Linked DNA regions of Ovis aries: region 2 is linked to region 1. The links are chromatin contacts, called in public Hi-C maps. All regions are on one chromosome and are shown on one strand. The core of a region is the stretch at or near the end of the contact, and the rest is flanking DNA. Distances in the headings are between cores, read along the strand shown.

Region 1 (7,404 bases), core at 4,489-6,988:
AGAATGTACTCCAAGAAAAAGGAACACAGAATTCAGAAAACAGAGATCCAAAACATGAGAAAAAGAAATAAAATGTCCTGAATTTGGTGAAGAGAAACCCCCCAAATTCAGCTATACAGCTATTCTAGCAAGTAATTAGTCCAAGCTGAAGCAGGCCAGAGGGTTCCAAGAAGAATTTCTTTTTAAAAGAAAAAAGTAGGAGTTTTAGAACTTGGTAGTAAATTGTAATAAAAAGTAAAGCAAATTTTATAAGGATGATTACAGTGAAAGAAACCAGACTCAAAAGTCTACATATGGAATGATTCCATTTCTGTGACAGTCAGTAAAACAGCATGATAGGATAGACAACAGATGAGCAGTTGCCAAGGGATGGTGGTGGGGAAGGGTAGACTACTACAGGGGAACTTTCTGAATCTTAACTACAGAGGTGGTCACACAACTATGTGTGTTTGTCAAAACTTACAGAACTATACACTGAAAGGGTGAATTCTACTATACCGAGGTCTCAATTTAAAAAGTAGGGGAAGAAAGGGGAGCTTTTAACTAAGAAAAACACATTATACAGAATATAATTGTTGCATACTATATGGCTCTGCCGTAAACAATTATATCTTATCACTATCATCATAAAGAAAATACCAACGGCCAAAACTGACATAACCACATTAGGAGAATCACAGAGACCAAACATGTGGCACAGGGTGCTGTGAATTAAACCCTAATCCTCTACAAGAGGAAGAGAATAGATAACCTTTAAAACTGTACAGTCAAGTATTAGCCTTATGTCATTTAGAATACTGGCTTTCCTGTTTCGTGGACTCTTCGCCTGCAAAAGAAAACAGCCACAGTGTGGGCAGGGACTGCCTGGGGAGAGTGGAACTTGGGGTGAAGAGTGGGTGCACTGCGGTTATTTTTTACAAGGTTTGTGATACCCAGAGATTCTCCAAATCACATTCAAAATACTCAACTTCACATGGAATTTCTTTTACTACTACCAGTTTGTCTTACAAGGCATTTACTCTCATTTAAAAATAATCATCTGGATTTTGTTTTCCTTGTGAACATCTGAGTAGTATGATGAAAAGAGCCACCATCCAGGCATCTTCAAAGCTGAATTTTTGGCAGGTGTTGTATGGGTTTTTTCTCTTGGAGTACTTGTGGTTTGACAGTTTATAGGAGTGATAATCTCTTACATCATGCTGCCTAAGCTGTCAACCTATTTAGTAAATGTGACACTTCCAGACATTTACAGTTTTTGTTGACTTATTTTTGTCTTTAGTGCTTTTCTTTTTAAATAAATGTTGAACTCCATAAACATAAAATGTATATTTTATTTGTTCAGTTCTAAGTGTAAGATATCAAATGCCTCGAAATAAATTAAGTGCAAGTAAATAGCCTTCTTCAAGATTAATGAAGATTAAATACCTTTAATTAATGAAGATAAAAGACATTGTTAGATTATTCTGGTAATATTAACCAATGAATGCTTGCATCCATTTTAATGGGATCTGTTATGTTTTAATATAATTAAAAGTGAATTTTATGGTTTGTGAATATAAAAAGCTGTTTAAATATTATCCATATTTTTAAAAGAATTTATCCTACTGGGGGGTTTTCAATATCAAATTATTCTTGACAGGCAAAGAAGACAGTATTTGATTTGAACCTCTAGGTTTTAAATGTTAATGCTTAGAACAAGGCTGAAAGAGGCAGTACCAATTGAAAATTTTTTTTTAAAAAAAGAGGGGGTCAATACATATGAGGTAAATAACACTCAGGTAGAATTTAAATATACCAATAATTACGAAGGAAGTGATGACTGGAATTTGGGAAACAAACAGGATGCCATAACCCAGCCTATCATTAGATTTCCAAACTGAAGTGGTATCTCTACGTGTGGTGGGTCATGACCTGTTGAGTTGCCTTGCCTAGTCTACCCCTTTCCCACAATTCCCACTGACCATGGAGGGTCCTGTGCACCCCAGGGAAGGAAACTGGATTTGATACCAACTGCCATGGGATGCCACTGGAGGGTTTTAGGCAAGGGATTATAAGACCTGACTTGTTTTGGGGATCAAATGTGCTGATAAATCTGGACAGGCTCTGTAAACACTAAAGCATCATACCAGCGTATTTTATTACCCCGACAGAGGGCAAACTGAAAGGGGGAGATGAGAATAAGGCACACTAAAATCCCAATAGGACAGGCCCACTTTAAATCATTCAGCCCGGAGTCTTCTCCCAGGCTCCTCTTAAGCTCCATTTGGGACCTGAGGAAGATCAGATTTGGTGGGCTGTATTTGCCATATTAAGTTTTTGAGGTGCCCATTAGATGTCTGTGGAGATGCTGAGAAAGTATTTGGATATATCCAACTGGAACTAAAGGGGGGAACCAAGATGGAAATACAGATTTAGGATCTATCAGAATATAGTTTTGCTAAAAACAATACTTGCTAATCTTTATAGCATGCCTACTATATTTTAGACACTACTTTAAGTGCTTTACATGTATAAATGCTCTTGGTCCTTACCACAGCCTTACCAAGCTAGAACCCATGATTATCTCTATTTTATAAATGAAGAAACTGAGGCAAAAAGAAATTAAACTACTTGTTCAAAGACACACAGCAAGTATGCACCAGAGCTGGGATTCAAATCTAAGTAATCTGACTCCAGAACTCTTTAAAGCCATGGGACTGTGTGGGATATACCAAGAAACAGCACTGAGAAAGACAAAGCCCTCAGATACAGTATTTCAAGTCAAACAATTTCCTGAGTCCTGAGGATCAAATGACTGGTGCTGTTTCAGGCTCTGCAGACACATAAAAAAATAAAACACAGTCTTTCAAGAGGCCCAGTCTCAGATCTATGAGCTGATGACAACGATTTACTGAGCACCTACTATATGCCCTATACTGGGCAAGCTTTTTAGATACATTATTCTACTAACTTCTCCCCCAACAGCACTAAGAAGATGTTACCACTGCCATTTTAGAAAGAATGAAACTGAGGTTAAGAGAGGTTATATAATATAACCTACCAATAAATGACAGAACTAGGCTTCAATACAGGTCCATCTTACTTCAAAATCTGGTTTTTCCCAAGGAGTTCCTGTTACATGCTACAACACGGATGAACCTTGAAGACATTGTACTAAGTTAAATAAGCCAGGCACAAAAAGACAAACAATGCATGATTCCACTTATATGAGGTATTTAAAATAATCAAATTCATGGAAACAGAAAGTAGTAGAATGGTGGTTACCAGGGGCTGTGAGAAGGGGAAAAGAGTAGTTTAATGGCTCAAGTTTCAGATTTACAAGATGAAAAAATTCTGGAGATCTGCTTCACAACAATGTGACTACTTACTGACTGCACACTTAAAAATGAATGAGTTGGTAAACTTTACATTATGTGTTTAAAACGCAAAGAAGAAAATTTTAACCTGGTCTTTCCAAGTATTCCACAGGCCATAAGAGAATATACTCACTGTGTCATGGAAATACCTGTGAGGAAATCATTCACTCTGCAATGTGGGGGGAGGAAAAAGAGTGAAACAAGGACGAGATCAAAGAAAGCTACTAAGAAGGGACACATATGAAAGATGAAGATCCCCACTTGATCCTCACTATAGTTTTGGAAAGGAACCTCAGCCTCAACTTCTGATATAGCTCCCACACCTGTCTGTATACAACTTGATTACCATACTAATGGTCATAATTAATGTGGTAATCAATTATTACCACAGACTATAAATGGGGCTCAAGAACATTCCAGCACCTTCTATCCGATGAGTTCCTCCAGTCTCCTTCCACTCCAAGCCATCCAGCATTGGGTACAAATATGTGTAAAGAACTTAATTCTCTTTCATTCATTGAGTTAAAGAACTTTGGTGGTTCTCTATTGCTCTCAGAACACAGAAGATTATCAAGAAGAGTGCTTGGGAGCAAATTGCCTAATCTTTCTGAGCCTAAGTTTCTTCATCTGTGTTAAGAGATGAGTCCTGACACTTGATTCAAAAGACTTGAGAATGAAATAAAGACACAGTATAACTTGCACAATGCTTGATCCAAAGTATGTACTCAGTAAAGGTGAGTTGAGTTCCCTTTCTGCCCACTCCTACCTACTCAGGTCAGTAAGAGTCTTTGGGTTAAAGGACAGAGCAAGTATTTCCAGGATCTTAAGGCAGATAGAGAAGAATGCAAAGGGAAAAAAGTTGCTCATCTATGGTTATCTTATGGCAAGGAAAATACTGCTCACCCAGAACTGCTTCTTCATCTGTAACCCTATACAAACACACACACACACATATATGTGTATATATATATATATGTCCTTTTAACCATATAATATTAAAATGGCTCAAAACTAAGTTACTATGAAAAATCTCACTCTCATTCTCTCCCTCATCTACCCAATTCCCACTCCACCAACCACTTTATTAGTTTCCTGTACATACTTAAAAGTTTCTTTATGCAAAAGCTGTCCTTAAGTTAAGCTAATGTTTTACAGGAGTGTTTACAAGGTAACTTCTGGGAACAAGGTGAGGGGGAAGGGGAGGAGCAAGCAACCTTGGTCTTACTCATCCTGATTTACTCTAAAGCAGTGTCCTTCATTCATTAAAAAAAAAAAAAAAACTAATCATATAATAGCCACGTAGAGTAAGCTAGATAACAAGTACTGCATTAGTATTAACTGATTACTCTTCAGCTTTTTACTATGCACCAGAAATGCATTTAACGCTTTACACAATTGTCTTTGATCCTCACAACACCTTAACAGGTTGGTTACTAATTATCATCTTCATTTTACAAATGAGGAAACTGAGGCACAGAAAGGTAAACTTGCCCAATCAAGAGACAGCAGGGTTCTGAATCCAGGCCTGACTCCTGGAACCCTAGCTGTTAACCATGACGCTTTACACACGCAACACAGATACAGTCCCTGCACCCGTTGGAGCTCAGCCGAATGTAAGATACAGGCGAGAAAAAGAGAAGACAACAAAGAAATATGTAATTAGAGACTAAGAAAGTGATGTGAACCAAATGAATTCTGGGCTGTAACTGAATAACAATGGGGACCTACTTTAGAAGCGGGGGAGGGGTTATGTCAAGGAAAGGCCTCCGAGAGAATGACATTTATGATGACCTGGGAACCGTTTGGTGGCTGCAATGATGACCCACCGCCCAGTTCAACGCGGAGAAACTCGTGGCCCGTAGAGGCTAAAGCAAACTCGCCCAGGGTCCCCCAGACGTGCAGACGTGGCGCAAGGAAGGGAGGATCCAGGAGCTGGGCCCAGGACTCGTACACGCCATCAGTGCCCGATGCAGCCCAGCCCGGCTCGGTCCCTAACCCGGGGCCTCTAGCCCGCCGCTGCCCACTGCCCCGCCGCGGCTGACAGCGTCGGGACAGCCTTCAGAGAGGCCCAGCGACCGGCCAAGAGGGGTCAGGCCCGTACTGCGGCGGCCTGGAAAGGCCTCTTCCCCGGCCCCCCGCCAGCTCCCGCCCGGTCCACCCCGCCCCGCCCCTCCGGGCCGGCTTCATACCTGCACGGCCCGGGCCAGGCCCCGGCCGGTCAGCTGGCCCTGCCGCAGCTGCAGCAGAATGTTACCCGGCCGCGGCCGGCCGCCCCATCCGCCCCAAGCCGCCACCGTTGCCGCCGCCCGTCGCCCTCGGCCGGCCCCAGACCCAGCAGCCGCCGGCGCCGCCGCCATGTCTCCTCGTCCTACAAACAGGAAGCAAGCGGCCCCGGGGCCGCGGAGATTTCTACGGGGCGGCAGAGGGGTCGCCGCAGCGCCCCCAGTGGGCCGACGGCGGAGGCGCAGGCCGCGTGGCAGGGGCTGTGCGTGCCGCGGGGGCTGCTGGGAAATGTAGTCTTGCTCCCAAGCGGGCAGATGAGAGAGAGGCGTTTCTTGCGCCACTTGTCCTTTGGGCCCCTCGGTCCAGCATTTCACTGAGGTCCCTCCAGGTCGAAGACAAGTCCCTGCGTGCGCAGTCTCCCATTTCTTGCCAATTTGGGGAGGTTAGAGTCAAATGACTAGGAAAAGGTCTTGGGTTCCAGACCAGGAATCAGGCCGCCTGTTCTGATTCCCACCTGCTTCTTTCTGCTGAGACTCGCCACGGACCTCCCCGAGCCTCATTTTCCCGAGTTCATTCAATCGGTAGTTCCTGGGAGCCTATTCAGCCAATACATAGTTCCTTGGAGCCAGCTCTGCGCCCAGCACCGAGCGGTCCCTGGAAAAGCAGTGGTGAGCAGAGAAGATAACTAGGTCCCTGTTTTGGAATGCGAGTTACAGGGGAAGACAGCACATCCCTACTCAGACGCACAGTAGGGTAAGTTGTGTAACTTGGTAGGTTGCTGTGAAGTTAAATGAAATAAGGGAAGGGGAAATGGTTGGTAAATTGTGACATCATATTCACTGTCAGAGGAAACCTGACCTGATTTCTCCCCACCAGGATGTTCTTACTCTACTCTGAGCCCAAATAATCATGCTTTGGGCAAACTTCTGTGGTAGGATCGTGGCGTCTCCTTTTCTTTTTTCGTTCTGGGAGGGGGTCTTGTATTAATAACATAAATGAAAGAGGAATGCTGGGTGTGGTGCAATAAGGAATGGTAGAGATTGTAACTCATAATTTATTGCCCAAACCAGAACATTTTTGAGAATGAAAGAGTGCTATTAATTACAACAGGACAGTAAGCATATAAAGCGGCTGTTTCTGGTAACCTGGGATTGTGGTCATCATCCTCATTCCCATCTGCAGGGAGTGGGCTCTACTCGCCTCCAGCAGGTTGTTGCTGAATTGTCTGGTTTTTTCCAGAAAGGCCAAAAGTCTGAATTTTTATGTGAAATTACCCAATTTTGAAAACCCCATGGGCCAAATAAAACCCTATTTGTGACCCCTGAAACAAGGAGATCAAGATCAGATTCAGGTATGCATGGAAACTTAACATGTGGTAAGGGAGACATTTCAAATCAATGGGGAAAGAAAAAAAAAAAAAAGTTAGGTGTTGAACTTTACACCAAAAGCTAAAATGAATCTCAGACATACTAAAAGCTGTATGTAACAAAATCAAAGTACAGTTTTAAAGCTGGATTGTGCTAATGGTTATACAACCATAAGTTGGCTACAAATCATTAGACTCAAAGTGGGTGAGTTTTATTGTATGTAAATTATACCTCATAAACTTATGAAATGTAAATTATATATGTTAAAAATCAAAGTATAAAAACAGTAGAAGTGAATCTATGGGACTACTTTTATGATTTGGGGGTATGAAAGTTCTTCTCAATCATATAGCCCAGAAGTCATGAAGAGGAAAAGATTGACAAGTTTGACCGTAACAATATTAAAGCCTTCTGTATAAGACACTGTAGTGTTAGTTGCTCGTTCATGTCCAACTCTT
Region 2 (6,998 bases), core at 3,193-5,692, 100 kb after region 1:
TAATATGGGTGAAAAACGATGGTGCCGTGGACCAGGGTGTGAAGAGAGATGGTGAAAGTACTCGGATGTTGGACATACTATGAAGACAGAGGTGACAGAATTTACTGACAGATTGGATGCGACATGAGAGAAATAGAGGAATAAAAAAGTGACTCTAAGAAATGCAAATTAAAGCCACAATATGGGGCTTCCCTGGGGGCCCAGTGGTTACGAATCCACCTGCCAATGCAGGGGATACCAGTTCAGTCCCTGGTCCGGCAAGATCTCACAGGCAGCGGGGAAACTAACCCCGGGCACCACGACTACGGAAGCCCTCACGCCCTAGAGCCCGTGTTCCACAACAAGAGATGCCACTGCGGCGAGAAGCCTGCGCACCGCAACTAGAGAAAGCCCGCGCAGCAACGAAGACCCAGCGTGGCCAAAAGTTAATTAATTTATTTAATTTTTATAAAAGACATCACAGAGGAGAAAACCATTTGGGGAACCGTGGGACAATATGTAAGAAAATTGAATTCACAGACGAAGAAAATACCAGATCCAGATGGTTTCACTGGCAAATTCTACCAAACACTTGAGGAAGTGTTTAGTAGACAAAGTGGTAGAGTTCTACACAAACCCTCCCAGAAAAGAGAAAAGGGAGCGACACTGTGCGACTCATTTTATGAGGCCGACATTATCATGACACCAAAATGAAAAAAAAAACAAACAAACAAAAAAAGACATTACAGGGAAACTACAGACCAACATTCCACATGAACATAGACCAAAAGCTCTCAACAGACTACTAGCAAATCATATCCAGAAACATGTAAAAAGGATCATAATTCACTATGAATCAGAGTTTACTCAAGGTAATTCAATGCTGATAGACCATCCAAAAATAAATTAATGTAATTCACCATGGTGACTTAGTTGCTAAGTCATGTCCAACTCTTGCGACCCCATGGACTGCCAGGCTTCTCTGTCCATGGGATTCTCCAGGCAAGAATACTGGAGTGGTTTGTCATTTCCTTCTCCAGGGGATCTCCCTGACCCAGGGATCGAACTCAGGTCTCCTGCAGTGCAAGCAGATTCTTTACCCACTACCACAGTGACAGACTAAAACAGAAAAAAACACGTTAATCTCAACTGATGGAAAGCATTAACAGAATTCAACATGTTTATCATAAAATCTCACAACAAACTAGGAATAGAAGGAAACTTCCCTAACCTAAAAGAAGGACAGTCAGCAAATGGGCATCATCCTTCGAGACTGAATGACTTCTCCCTAAGACTGAGAACAATATTCACTCTTGCCTATTCAATATTATCCAGAAAATTCTAACTAATGCAACAAGGCAAGGAGGAAAAAAGACACATGGATTGGAAAGGAAGAAATGAAACTGTCTCCATTAATAGCCAACGTAATTGTCTATATGGAAAACTCTATTAAATCTACAAAAAAAAGTTCCTAAAACTAGTTAATGAATTTGGCAAAGTCACAGGATACAAAGTCATAATATAAAAATCAATTATATGTTGGACTTCCCTGGTAGTCCAATGGCTAACACTCTGAACTCCAGATGCAGGGGCCTTAGGTTCGATCCCTGGTCAGGGAACTAGATCCCACATGCTACAGTTAAGAGTGTGTATGCCGAAACTGAAGATCCTGCATGCCACAACTATTAATAAGACATGGCACAGCCTAAATAAATAAAATTGAAAAAAATTAATTATATGTCTATATACCGGCAATTGGAAAATTAATTTATTTTTTAAAATATTTATTTGGCTGCACCTTGTCTAAGTTGCAGCACTCTGGATCTTCAATCTTCATTGGGGCATGTAAGATCTTCTTAGTTGTGGTGTGTGGGATCTAGTTCCCTGACCAGGGATTGAACTCAGGCCCCCTGCATTGGGAGTGTGGGGTCTTAGCCACTGGACCACCAGGAAAGTCCCAACAAATTTAAGTAAATAATAATTTTCAGTTGCACCAAAATAATGAAAGTCTTAAGGATAAATACAACAAAATATATGATGGATCTTTATGCTGAAAAACACATCAGTGAAGGAAATCAAAGCAATACAACATGTTCATTGGTTGGAAGCCTCAATTTTGTTAAGACGTCAATAGTTCCCCAATTGACATACAGACTCAACACAATCCTAATCAAAATCCCAGCAGGAGTTTTTGTAAATATCAATAAGCTGATTTTAAAATTTATATGGAAAAGCAAATAAACTAGAAAGCTAAAACAATTTGGGGAAAGTAGAACAGTGGTGGAGAAATACCACTACATTGATAAATGTAGCATAGTCTAGCAAAAGGATAGATGCATAGATCGATAGAACAGAACAGGGAGTCCAGAAACAGACTGACACAAATCCAGTCAGTTGGTTTTTTTACAAAAGTGTGATGGGAAAGATTACCTTTTCAACAAATGATGCTAGAGTAACTGGACTTTCTTATATAAACGTGTGAACCTGACCTGTATCTTACACTTTCTATTTTTTAAATTTAATTGCGATGAATCTTGGACCTAAATGAAAACCTATGAGACTTTTAGAAGAAAGCAAGGGAGAAAAACCTTTGTCACTTTAGACAGAATTCTTAAATGCAAAATTAAAGTTCATTAAAGGAAAACTTGATAAATTGGACTATAGGGCTAAAGACACCATCAGTGTGATCAGGGCTTAAGGGTGGAAGACAGTTTGGACTACAAAGGGTTAATAGATGGGCCTTTTTTTAAAAAGATATTTTTATTTTATGTATTTATTAATTGGATGCATCACAAATTGGAATCAAGATTGCTGGGAGAAATCTCAACGACCTCAGATATTTCAGAAATCTCAACAATCTTCACTGAAGGACAGGGAAGCCTGGCATGCTGCCATCCATGGGATCAAAAAGAGCTAGACATGACTGAGCGGCTGAACAACAAATGTGGAATTCAGGTCTTAGTTCCCCAATCAGGGATCTAACCCGGGCCCCACTGCAGTGGAAGCTTGGTGTCTTAACCACTGGACCACCAGGGTAGTCCCAATACATGGACATTTTTAGGGAATGATGAACCATTTTGTATTTTTACTGTAGTGGTTGGTTTCATGACGGTACCTTTGTCAAAACTCACACAGCTATAAACCAAAAAGTCAACTGTACTGATAATAACTACAATTAAGTTGTATATATGGATACATATACATTTATTATAAGAATGGATGGATGTATATCTTTATGAATTTTTTAAGAAGATTTTCTCATGTTGCTTTCAAGGCACATCTAGCAGATTCTGTATTTGTATAATTATTTTTCTTGAGACCAAGATTTGTTGTTCAGTCGCTCAGTTGTGTCCGACTCTTTGTGACCCCATGGACTGCAGAACGCCAGGCTTCCTTGTCCTTTGCCACCTCCTGGAGCTTGCTCACTCATGTTCATTGAGTCAATGATGTTATGCAACCACCTCATACTCTGTAGGACTGCCTTAATCCTTGTTAACTTTCCATTTTTTCTTATTCCACAGAAGCTAAAGCTTCATCATTTGGAATTTATTCTTTTTAAAAAAATTTTTGTCTGAGAAGCATTGACCAGTGATCAATCTTAACTCCTTGACCGGTGATCATACCTATGCCCCTTGCATTGGAAGCATGGAATCTTAACCACTGGACTGCCAGGGAAGTCCCTAGAATGTATTCTTTTTGAGTTGCTTTTTAATCGCTCAGTTGTGTTCAACTCTTTGCAACCCCATGGACTGCAGCACTCCAGGCTTCCCTGTCCTCCACTATCTCCTGGAGTTTGCACAAATTCATGTCCATTGAGTCCATCCTACCATCTCATCCTCTGTCACCCGCTTCTCCTCCTGCCCTCAGTCTTTCCCAGCATCAGGGTCTTTTCCAATAACTCGGATCTTCACATCAGGTGGCCAAAGTATTGGAGCTTCAGCTTCACCATCCATCCCTCCAACGAGTATTCAGGGTTGATTTCTTTTAGAATTGACTGGTTTGATCTCCTTGCTGTCCGAGGGACTCTCAAGAGTCTTCTCCAACACCACAGTTCGAAAGCATCAATTCTTCGGTGCTCAGCCTTCTTTATGGCCCAACTCTCACATCCATACATGACTGCTGGAAAAACCATAGCTTTGACTATATGACCTTTGTCAGCAAAGTGATGTCTCTGCTTTTTGATACACTGTCTAGGTTTGTCATAGTTTTTCTTCCAAGAAGCAAGTGTCTTTGTCAAATTCCTAAAAAAGTAATTAGTTAATTAATTTCTTTAAAAAGAAAAAGTCCAACTCCTATTATTGGGGGCAATAAAATAAGATACTACCTGCCATGCCGTGTTAGCCAGGGCCCCTTATTGGGTTAACTGGCTGTCGTTGTGGATGGCAATGCGCAGGCGTCTGAGGGGCTGGGACACAGGACAGACGTACTTTGATGAAAGGAAAGGGAAAGAATGGGCTGCAACAGCGCAGTGAGTGATAGGGCACTAGAGGGCAGAGGTGGAAGGGGGCGCAGGCAGTAATCAGAGCAGAGACAGGAGCCTGCCAAGAGCGCACTGTGTTAACTTCACAGCTTTGCCTCCGGTTGGCTCTGGACTCAGGCCAGCCTCTTCCCTGAACTTTCATTCCATCTCTTCTGACTGTCCAGTCTCCACTCACATCTGTTCCAGAGTGTAACCAGATCCTCTTCCTCTGTCTCCGTTTATTCAACAAATATTTATCATAACTGACTCCAATAACACTCTCTTTTGTTTGCACTAAAGCCCTTTTATATCTACTTATCTCTTTTGACCTGTGGGGACAAGAATTAACCTTAATTTCCGAGGAAGAAAATAGAGTCTCAGAAAAGTTCAATCATTTCCTCAGAGTCACCCTTTTCAACAACCAAGGACGAGATGCGTTCCATTAGCTGTACTCTGCTGCCCCCTACTGGGCACATAGCATTAGGCCCAAGACAGGCATAGCTACTACAATTTGTGTTCGTATTTGTTAAATTAACAAAATTAAATTTGGATTTCCCCTGTGGCTCAGATGGTAAAGAATCCACCTGCAATGCCGTAGACCTTGGTTCTATCCCTGGATTGGGAAGATCCCCTGGAGGAGGGAAAGGCTACCCACTCCAGTATTCTGGCCCAGAGAATTGCATGGACCCAGGGTCGCAAACAGTCAACACGACTGAGCAAATTTCACTTTCATTTTGGAGAAGGGAAAGGCTACCCACTCCGGTATTCTGGCCTAGAGAATTCCATGGACTGTATAGTTCATGGGGTCGCAAAGTGTCAGACACTACTGGGCCACTTTCACTTTCTTTCTTTCAACAAATATTTATTGAGATCCTACCATGTGTCAGAAAAAAGGCAGGCATGGTCCTTGTGCTTTTGGAGATTATGACATAAGAGGGGAGAGACTTCCACAAATAATTATATAGTTACAATTTGAATAAGTATTATAAAGTATAAGGTGCTATATGAGGGTATAGAATGGAGGTATGTAGCCTAGTCTGGAGGCTTAGGGGAATCATGCATGAAGTGTAATTCATAGGAATAGGATGTTTATTGGCTATGGAGGAGGTTAAGGAGGTATCAAGGATGCCTTCCAGGCCTCTTGCATGAACTAGGCCGATGCAATACTGTGACTCAGTTGAGGAAGCTTAGCAGAAGATGATATTCTTAATAGGACAAACATGAGTTTGGTTGTTGGGTTTTTTTAACATGAATTCTGTGGGACCTTCAGGTATAAATGTGTAATAAGCAACAGGATTTAGGAATTTGGGGACAAGATCTTAGGCTAGAATAAGAAATCTGGGAGTTGTTGGGATGCAGCTGGTATGGAAAATTGTGGTTAAAGGATGAAATCTCTTAGTAAGAAAAGAGCAGAAAGAGGAGGGGAAGTGGGTTTAGGGGCTGGATTATGGGTCTGCAGAATATTACTCAGTGCCCACTGGAATTCCCTCAAAGTCTTGCTTTTAAGCGAAAGCAACAGAGAAAGACTTGTCAGCACAAATTGCTAGGAATACAAATAACCAAAGGCAACAAGAAACAGAAACGAAACGGAAAGAGAAGAGGGATTATAACTGAAGTGCAAGACTCCTGAATTGAAAAGGTCAAGTGGAAGAGATGGTCCTAGAAAAGGAAACTTAAGGTGAAGGGTAGAGGTAGAAAGGTAAATCAGAGTATGATGGTGCAAAAGCCCTGGGAAGAATGCATTTTAAGAGGGAGACTGCCAACTGCACTGGAAGTTATGAGGAAATCAAGTGAAAATTAAATAAATAAGTTTTTTAAAAAGGAAATCATGTAAGGACTTCCCTGGTGGTCTAGTGGTTAAGAATCCATCTTCCAGTGTAGGGGACACAGGTTCAATCCCTGGTCCAGGAGGATTTCACATGCCACGGGGCAGCTAAGTCTGTGTGCCACAACTACGGAAGCTCAAGCACCATAGGGCTCATGCTCTGCAACAAGAGAAGCCCCTGCAAAGAGAAGCCTGCGCACCTCAAGGCAACTAGAGAGTACTCCTCACTTGCTGCAACTAGAAAAAGCCTGCATGCAGCAACAAAGACCCAGAGAAGCCCAAACTAAATATATTAGTTAATTATTTTTTAAAAAGAAATCAAGTAAAAATTATTTACCTGACCCTCCTGATAAAATTGAAGTCCAGTTGCAGAGGCCCAGAGATTGAGAAGACCAGGCCAGGACCTCCTAGGAAACCCTCCAGAGGCTACCATAATGTGTTGTTTTGAACCGATGGTCTTCATACAATTTCTTTTCCACATACCACTCAACATGATTTTGATAAATGATGTCCCCTATAATGAAAAGATATTTCCCTGATAACTGTCAACAAAATGAGAAGGCAGCCTACTGAGTGGTAAAAGATAGTTGCAAACGATATATCTGGTAAGGGGTTAATAACCAGAATGTAACGAGAACTCATACAACTCAACATCAAAAAAATAAACAATCCAAGTGAAAAATGAACAGGGGACCCAAACAGATGTTTTTCTGAAGAAGACACGTGGATGACCAA

What was found. Hi-C and Micro-C count contacts between places; a contact is called where the count stands out from the background.
Region 2: a contact with region 1 is called in a Hi-C map of tail adipose tissue, with 9 times the contacts expected there. The contact joins the enhancer-like site here to the promoter of TRPC4AP in region 1. A contact is called at or near these places in 12 of 16 Hi-C or Micro-C datasets (blood, hypothalamus, liver and 5 more).

What each region holds. Positions count from the first base shown.
Region 1 is chr13:64,358,535-64,365,938 of ARS-UI_Ramb_v3.0, forward strand. It overlaps TRPC4AP (transient receptor potential cation channel subfamily C member 4 associated protein), which reads right to left and starts at 5,739. Exons shown (of 19, transcript XM_004014517.5): 1 at 5,546-5,739. The coding sequence starts at 5,713. LOC121816212 (a long non-coding RNA gene) reads left to right here and starts at 5,872. Exons shown (of 3, transcript XR_009596102.1): 1 at 5,872-6,332.
Region 2 is chr13:64,462,774-64,469,771 of ARS-UI_Ramb_v3.0, forward strand. PROCR (protein C receptor) reads left to right here. Exons shown (of 4, transcript XM_042230086.2): 4 at 1-6,998. Among named protein-coding and RNA genes, the nearest start is that of MMP24, 14 kb to the right of the region's middle. Within about 2 kb of position 4,443, at least 8 of the 54 cell types and tissues checked have an H3K27ac peak or open chromatin away from gene starts, as enhancers often do. A contact at or near this core is called in liver and tail adipose tissue, where this site is marked.